Linked DNA regions of Mus musculus: region 1 is linked to region 2. Evidence: chromatin contacts called from public promoter capture Hi-C data. All regions are on one chromosome and are shown on one strand. Each heading gives the region's core, a stretch centred on a gene start, on an enhancer-like site or on the middle of the called end of the contact. The rest is flanking DNA. Distances are from core to core; before and after follow the strand shown. Region 1 holds the start of Jakmip3 (janus kinase and microtubule interacting protein 3). Region 2 has its middle 84 kb from the start of Gm51411.

The links. Promoter capture Hi-C pulls out the DNA fragments that hold promoters and counts their contacts.
Region 1: a contact with region 2 is called in a promoter capture Hi-C map of embryonic stem cells, with 7 times the contacts expected there. The contact joins the promoter of Jakmip3 here to the enhancer-like site in region 2. A contact is called at or near these places in 4 of 39 promoter capture datasets (embryonic stem cells, hippocampal neurons and liver) and 1 of 115 datasets of contacts at active chromatin or transcription factors (stem cell-derived neural progenitor cells).

What each region holds. Positions count from the first base shown.
Region 1 is chr7:138,938,752-138,942,870 of GRCm38.p6, forward strand. Jakmip3 (janus kinase and microtubule interacting protein 3) reads left to right here and starts at 1,979. Exons shown (of 20, transcript NM_028708.2): 1 at 1,979-2,049.
Region 2 is chr7:137,568,094-137,572,545 of GRCm38.p6, forward strand. No RefSeq gene overlaps it. Among named protein-coding and RNA genes, the nearest start is that of Gm51411, 84 kb to the right of the region's middle. Within about 2 kb of position 2,303, at least 10 of the 459 cell types and tissues checked have an H3K27ac peak or open chromatin away from gene starts, as enhancers often do. A contact at or near this core is called in embryonic stem cells, where this site is marked.

The DNA.
Region 1 (4,119 bases), core at 729-3,228, 1.4 Mb after region 2:
AGAGGTGCAGTGGTGGCGCATGCCTTTAATCCCACCACTTGGGAGGCAGAGGCGGGTAGAGTTCTGAGTTCGAGGCCAGCCTGGTCTACAGAGTGAGTTCTAGTACAGCCAGGGCTATACAGAGAAACCCTGCCTCGAAAAACAAACAAACAAACAAACAAACAAACAAAAATTAAGTATTATCCTCAGCTACTTTTAAGTTCTAGGCCAGTTTGGCTACACTAGACCCTGTCATAAACAGAAGATTTCTCTGGGGCACATCTTCATCTGGTGGCACAGGCAGCATCCCTCTGAATGCACTTGTTGTCCTGCTCCCCTCCTGGTCCTCCCACCTGCAGTAGTTTTGTGGAAAGGTCGCTAAAAACAAGTTGGCTGAGGCACACAAAGTAGGGCCAGGGTACAGACAATTCTGCCTGGGAGGTTGGCACAGGCTCAAAGACACATGGCAGCACCCGAGCTCTGCACCTGGTCTGTACCGTGGCCCCAACCCGTACCTCCGGGAGCCAGCCATGAGTTGTCTTCACTGGGACAGACCCTTATTTTGGATATGATTTTCATTTTCAGTCCACTGATCTCACATTGGTATTATCAGTTAGAGACCTGTTACTTGGAGATCCCATCACCCGACACGTGCCTCCCACCCCCGACCCACTTGCAGCTCTGTGTGTGTACATGCGCATGCGCGTGCGTGCGTGCGTGCTGGCTGTGTGATGTAGTCTGCCGGATGGTGGTCTACCTGAGGAGCTCTTCGCTCCAGTACTCACCCTCTCTCTGCATCTATCTATCCTGTCATCCAACCCTCAGAACTCACTCTGTCAGGTGAAGGCCCACCCAGACAGAATACCTATATGTTTTGTGAAGTTTCTTGTTATTCTGTGCTCAGTCTCCCATGTTCTTGGATTAGAGGCACGCACCACAATGTCTGGATGTGACAGTTACCTTTAATTGTCTTTTGGCACAACCTAGACAGAGTCACCTCGGAAAAGAGTCTCACTGAGAGATTGTCTACATGGGGCAGTCTTGTGAGCATTTCTGTGAGGATGTAATAAATTAATGTGAGAAAACCCAGCCCCATGTGGGTGGTACCATTCTCTAGGCAGAGGGACACCCCCAACCCCAAAGTGAAGAAATGGGAGTTGAACACAAGCGAATAAGCAAGTGAGAGCATGCGCTTCTCTCGGCTCTTGACTGCAGATATATGTAACTAGTTGTTTGAAGTTCCTGCCTTGACTTTCCCACAATGATAGACTATAACCTGGAATTGCATGCTGGAATATACTTATTTGTTCCCTGAGTTGCTTTTCGTCTTGGACTTTAATACAGCAGTAGAAATGAAACTAGAACACACGATCACAGGACAAAACAAACAAACAAACAAACAAAGTGAGGGAACAGAGTGCTGAGATACAGGTTTTAGGCAGAGCTCTTGACCCTAGGTTCTATGTCCAGTATCAGAAGGGGAGGGGGCAAAGAGAAGCAGGGAGGACAGAACTCTGAATGTTGGGGTCCGGGATAACATTTGTTTGCTGAAGCCTGAAAAAAACGTTTCTCTCCCTACAGAGCCCTGGAAAGCAGCTTTTGGAGCCGGGAAGCAAAGGGTTAAGGGTTGGGACACCCACGTGCAACTCGCGGGCGCTGCTCATGGCTGCTCACATCCAGCACGCAATGAGGGTGAGTGATTCCTACCACGGATAGTCCCTCGTAGGCGCGTGGCCCTGGGCGACCCGCAGGCACATTTAACCTGGATGGCTTTTAGATCCCCACACAGCACAGCGGGACCCTCTAAACCACCAGGGTCATCTTCGGCAATGTCATTTCTTACTTTAACGGACCCAGGACTTATTTCTTAAAGGAATAAGCGCAACGATCTGGGGAAGCCAAGGGGCGGGCGACGCTGGGCCGGCGCCGGCTGGAGCGCCTGCAGGGGCGGGCCGGGGTTCGGGGCGCTGCCCGTGGTGACGCGCGGCCCCCGCCCGCCGCAGCGCCACTGCGATGGCTGAGCCCGACCGTCGGACGCCGCCGCCCGAAGCCTGATCGAGGGGAACCTTGGTGAGCAGCGGTGCGATCCTCAGGATCCCACGCATCCCACAGTTGACCTGGGAGGGGATGAGGGACGCGCTTTGCAGGGCTCCTTACGCTCCACCCGCTCCTGGCACTGAATATTCAGGGCTGGCGGATGCCCTGCGCTGCGGGCTGTAGGTGGCTTGGGGTGCCGGGGATGACACCGGAATGGAGCAAGGTGGTGACGCCCAGGGTGGCGGAGATAGCACGGGAATAGAAAAGGGTGGCGATGCCCAGGGTGTATGGGGATGGCGCAGGGTAGCGACTCTTGGGGTGGCGCCGGGATGGAGCGGGATGGCACGGGGATGGAGCAGGGTGGCGGGGCTTGCTCGACTCTCCCTGGTGATCCGGGGTCCGGAGGCCTTGCCCGAGTTGGGGTGTTTGCCTCTCTGGGAGATTTCTCGCGTTCCACTGGCAATTTATTTCACTGCACCGGTTTCCCGCGGTGTGCGGGAGCAGGGCCAGCCCAGCGCAGGCCTAGGGAGCTGCCGGTGACGCTGCGCTGGGTGTGGACGCGCAGGTGCGCCGCCGCCGCCGCTGCCGCTGCCGCTGGGGACTCGTCGTCTTCACAGTACCTCCTCCAGGATGGTGCTGCCAGGCCTTTTAGATTTTTAATTTTGGGGCAGATGGTTTAAATTTTTCCCGTGTTCCCGTTTCCGGGATGAACGCACAGCAGTGGGATCTATGCTGAGGATATGCAAGGCCACCGAATTACCATTTACTTGCGTTTGGGAGTTGGTGAGAGGACGCTGGCCTGGGCACTTTTCTTAGGAAAAGGACCTGCCTATCCATTTGACCTTGCCTACTTAAAAAAGAAAATGTTAGGGTTTTTAAAAAGGCAAAAATCAAAAAAACAAAAAAACCAAACCTTCTGCTTCCCAGCTAGATTCAGGCTTCCTCCACAAGATGGTGAAATGTGCAGAGCCCTCTTTGCCGACTGCCTGCAAATACAGCTAAGCCGGCAGTGAAGCCAGTGGTGACTCAGATCTGGGCGCTCTCTGCAGAACAGCAGGACACCAGAAAAGGCTCTGGCCTTGGTTGTGGGGCCCAAACTAGAGAACAGAGTTGCGGGAGTGGGTACTTCCAGCTTGCTCTGTAGGTGGAGTGAAGAAGGCCAGGGTCCTCTTTCCACCAAGGTACCCAATTAATACACCGAGAACAAGGCCCTCTTGGCCCTCTTTTCTCAGGAAGCCAACGTGTGGTTGTGAATTTAAACCCTTAGAGCAATAGCCTGCAGTATTTCACTCTACACTGGTGGGGCTAGGAGTCTGGTTCACCAAGCTTTGAGGCACACCAACACGGAAGACATTAGAGTGTTTTCTGCAGGAAGAGCATTGGCCAAGCCCACACGGTTCCAAGTGGTTTCTGTGCCTGAGGACCTGTGTCCCCTTCCCGGGGGTTGCCCTGGCAGAACCAAGTTGTGTGGCTGTAAGGAAATACCATAACCACTGGTCTAACCTTAGCTTAAAAGAGAATCGTCAGCCATACATAAGCCACCATAGCTTGTTCAAAAAAATTGGTAAGTAAACGGTGTGATTTGGAAAGGAGAAAGTGGATGTTGGCTGAGTCCTGATGGAACAGAGAACCTGTCACTAATGGCCTTTGCTGCCCTGCCTCTCCTGTTTCTCATAAGAATCTCCCACCCACAACCTGACCCTAGTGGCAGCTGATGGCAGTCAGCCAGCCAGTTCAAGGTCTGAGGTTTGGGCACCAAAGTTTGTATTCTTTGTGATTTCAAAATCCAGGAGAATGAAAAAAAAAAGCTATAATAATTCAAAAGGTATTGCTGGATGTGGTGGCTCACACCCCCTGGAGTTTGAGGCAGGAGGATTGCTTTGAGTTCAGGCTGGGCTATATAGTATGTTCTGGACCTACATGGTGTCCAGAATATGATCGTGCCACAATACTAAATATGTCTTGGGCTACAGACTAGGACCTTGTCTTGATAATGAAATCAGTAAAACTTGTTATTACGTGAAGTGAAAAGATAAAAAGGAACTCTGTCATAAGCAGCACTGTAGGCGCCGTCCTGTTTCCCTTACGGGAGGCGGCTTCACA
Region 2 (4,452 bases), core at 1,053-3,552:
TGGATGACCCTGGTGAAGACATGAGCAGTTCAACCATAGAATAAACCTCCTTTTTATAAGCCTCCTATTCATTTGGTTTGGTAAGACAGTGGCTCCTCTGAATTGTGGCTGGGCACCATTTTGAGAAATTACTTTTTTTTTTTTTTTTTTAAATAAGACTAAGTTACCATCACAGCCTGGTAGCTAGAAATGATCACAATAGAAACAGCTACAGAGGGTAGCTATGGAGACGGAGAGGGCACCGAAGAACCACAGGCTGCAGGAGTATTGTCCAAGCAGTGAAGATTGACACAGGAAGCCCCATCCTCAGTGGCTAGGGGATGAATCTATGATCTGAGTATATGCAGCGTCTGATAGTGTAGATTCTGAGATCAGCGGATGACCCAATTTCTGACATCATCTATGTGCCATGAGGTTCACTGCCAGCCACATTGGGAACAAAGCTGTGGCAGAACTAGAACACTCAGCTTCCACACCCTTATCTTTTCAATAGAGTGTCGCATCTCATTGGGATTTGAAAGCACCAGGACTGGTCATCCTGTGCAGATCTCAGTCCTCTGTTTGTTGCCCCCAGTCTCCAATACCCACAGAACCATCCTTGGCTAGAGTGTTAGCTACTCCAAGGTCTACAAATTGGGGGATCGTCACAAACATGAGAGAACCAGCCCCCACAAAGTCAAGTGTGGTCAGCAAGGCTGCTGCTATCCAACAGAGGAAGTCTAAAAGGAAGATAGTCTGGCAGGTACCTAATACCTGCTGCACCCATGATGAGCAACATTCTGAGTCTTAGGGAAGACAAGGATCTCTGACTTCAGAGGAATCCAACATGCCCCATGCAGATGACTTCAGCTTTAGATGGCCCAGGAAGGAGGTGGCGCCAAATGTCACCATCATTGTTACTTGTGCTTTGCCCTTTTATCTTTTAGTAGCTTTCAGTAGTATGTTGATGGGCAGCTTTTAAGAAGCTTTGTGGATTTACTTCTCATTCTGCTTCTAACATTTACCTAATTGCATTTGTGTATTTTTGTACAAGCTTTGTCACTAGCAAGAAAACAGACGACTTGGACGACTGTGGCTTGAAAATGCAATGCCCCCCAGAGACTTGTGTGTTTGAACACACAGTCTCTTGCTCATGGTGTTGTGTGTGGAATTTGTGAGCCCCTTAGGAAGTGGAGTCTTAACTGGAGGAAGTAGCTCAATGGAGGTGGGCCTTCCGGATTTATAGGCAGGTTCCACTTTCTTTTCTCTCTCTACTTCCTGACTGCTGCTGCAGTGTGACCAGTTGAGCTTACACTTCTGTCTTTCCCGACATGATGGACATGATCCTCTGGAACTGTAAGCCAGAATAAATCTTCCATTAAGTTGTTTTGGCTTGAGTGTTTTCTCATAGCAACTGAAGGAAAACTAAGACAATGACTCAAAGCCAGGCCTCTCTCCAACCCTAGTAGCTTTTTGAGGAGAAAGAGGGCGGAACACATAGACATACAGATCCACTTAATGAAAAGTCCTAGATTTATGGGCCTTTGAAAGGCATATTTTGTAAATCCCTTTACTGGGAACTGAAGTGAAAATAGAGGAGACTCCGAAGACTCCTGTTAGATCAACAGCAGAGCCGGGGACCAGGAAGGAGCAGAAGTCTACCTTTGACCTGCTTTTCCCCCGTGACATCAATTGGTCATTTGAAAAAGAACCTCCCCTGGAAGGAAGTGCTTTTCCTGGTACTTTCCTCAGGAAAAAGAGAGGCAATGGCAAGCCCAGCCCTCTGGTGTTCTGATAGACAGGGGTAATTGAGATATGAGACGCGCATAGGTGTCCTATTCTCATTATCCTGAGGCCAGAGTCACCTGGTCTCTGAGAATTTCCAGGGTACCTCAAGGCATCAGACATCTACTGAAAACATACTCAGGACCACAATCCTTCCATCTCAACTGGCCATGACCTCCAGAGGTCACACATCTGTCCTAGGAGCTACATGCATTTCCTCTCTTCCACATGGCAATGGACCCAGAGTCATGCCACAGTTGGGATATGAACTCTCACAGGGTCAAGTACACCAACATCTTCTTTAAATAATAAGAAGATTCACATATGCATGTCATCCTGCCTTCTGGCCCCATGTTACTTCATGTACAGCTCCATAGACATTTGTAGCCTCCCTCAGCCTTGAGCAGGCTGGCTCAGACCTGTTCTGCCACTGTGAACAAGACCAACTAGGGTGGAGTCTTCTGACCTAGATAGGTCTATTGTTCTGCCACCTGTGCTCTTCTCCAAGCAGCCACTACCTGCTGAGAGGCTGAAACCTTTCTTCCTGAGATAAGCAACACCCTGGACCAAGTGCTGGAAGGCTGGCGACAAAGCATCAAAAGCCTGGTGTTGTGGGGGATGGGCCTTCCCCCTTTATAAGCTCAGACTCTTAAGTAAACATTGGGCCTTGATCAGAAAATTTTGTCTTGGTCTCATTATTTCTCTTGCCGTCAATTCTCCATATAGCCCCAGCCTACCTTTCAAGAACCTGGTTTGTGTGGCCACAGACAGCCACAGACATTAGCCTCTCAGGCAAAAGACCACAAGAGGTCTCCAGGCCCAGAGTACTTCCCAGATAGTGGTATTTTAGATGTTGGTTCAGCACTCCTCAAAGCTTATGGAGTAGGGATACGGTATCCTGGAAGGAGTTTTGGGATGGGGTGGGGGTGGGGGAGGGTCAATCACAGCATTAGAAAGATAAATCATTTTGAACAGGTACCAGATCCTTTTAAAAGGTGGTGGAGCCATCTAATCCTCATCTGGGGTCCCTAGAAGGAAACCTTAAGACAAATACTTGAGTGCTGAGCTTGTGCCAGGAATATGATTCCAAGAAGTACTTGCTGAGAGGGGAGGAGACAGCAGGACAGTGAGCTGGGATTAGATAAAATAATACAGCGTCACTAGTAGTTAATTGCAGACAACAATGCTTAATGGGAAGCTCTGACATCCCACAGAAAGTATAGAGTCTAAAGCCACATACCCGGAGACAAAGGAATGTGGGTCCTTGTGTTGTTTAGTTAGTTAGTAGCAGAAGAATTCCCTAGGGAGATGAATGAGATCAAGGATTGTTGGGAAACACAGCTATTAAAGACTCAGTCTACCATGACCAAGGTTGGTACAAAATGGAGGACCTCTTTTTTCAGTGGGGCTTCTTCTTCTCCACTTGACCTTATCTGAGGAGTCTGACCCCACATCCTCTACCTGAGGAATGTCGCATAGTCCTTGGTGAAATCATAGGTTCAACTCCCTTTCCCCTGGAGGGGAAGGCCCTGCCTAACAAGCACCTGGAGTTCCTCTCCATGCAAATGAGGTATTCCCAGTACCTTAAGCCTCAGCCAATGAACATTCACCCCAAAAAAGAACCTCTTCCCACTCTCCAAGGTTTATATAGCCCTTGTTCACACTGAATAACGAATCCAAGCTTTCACCAGATATTGTCTAAGAGAGCTGTTTCACTGAATATCACCCATAAGAGCTGTAGCACTGAAATCCTTGGAGAAGACCTTCTCCTACCCGAGGCTCCACTCCATCCTCTTACCCTGATCACCCCGAGGGAGGAAGCAGAACTCAGAACCACAAAGTATGCCCTGGTGTCAGAAATAGCCCTTAGGTAAGGGGATAGAGGCTCCAAAACTGGATATAGGGCTGAAAGACAGAAATCCAGACATTGCCTGGCTTCCCCCAATGTCTACAGTGTTCAATGATGGCCAAAGAGGCCATGGTCACCGGTACCCATCAAAACGCCAAAATAACCCCCATGAAGCCAAGTAGGAGATGAAGAGACTTCATAATACTTCACTATATCAATGAAGTGGGGAGGACACCAAATAGGTTTGTGGTGGCAGCTGCATCTTGGCCTCCCTCTGACTGTCCCCTCAGGGCAGAACAGAAAGCCCACCTCATCAGACCCACTTCCTGTCATCAGGCTGAGTGACATCTCTGACTCAAAGATATCATTGCTTATAAACAAAATGGTTCAGGAGATCTACAAAAGCACACACTGGGGCAAACATGTACACCCCCATTTCTCTAAGTGGCTTTATGTCAGTCACGATGGTGTGACTTAATCTCTGAGACTGCAGGCGTTCTCTGTTTGGGGTTGAATTGTGTCTTCTGAGAATTCAGGTGTATACCTTCTAACTTTGGCACCTCAGAGTGTGACTGTGCTTAGAGATGAGTATCCTCCTAAGAAGAGAATCACACAGAAGGAAGAACAGGTGGGGATATATGGAGCACATGGGGACAAACACTGTCTACTAGCCAAGGTGTCTTAGTTTGGGTTTCTAGTGCTATGAAGAGACACCATGACCATAGCAACTCTTTTAAAGGAAAGCATTTCACAGGAACTGGCTTAGAATTCAGAGTGTAGCTCTCACTGGGAGAGTGTCAGAATAAGCCTTCACCATGACCCCTAGCAGTTGCCATTCA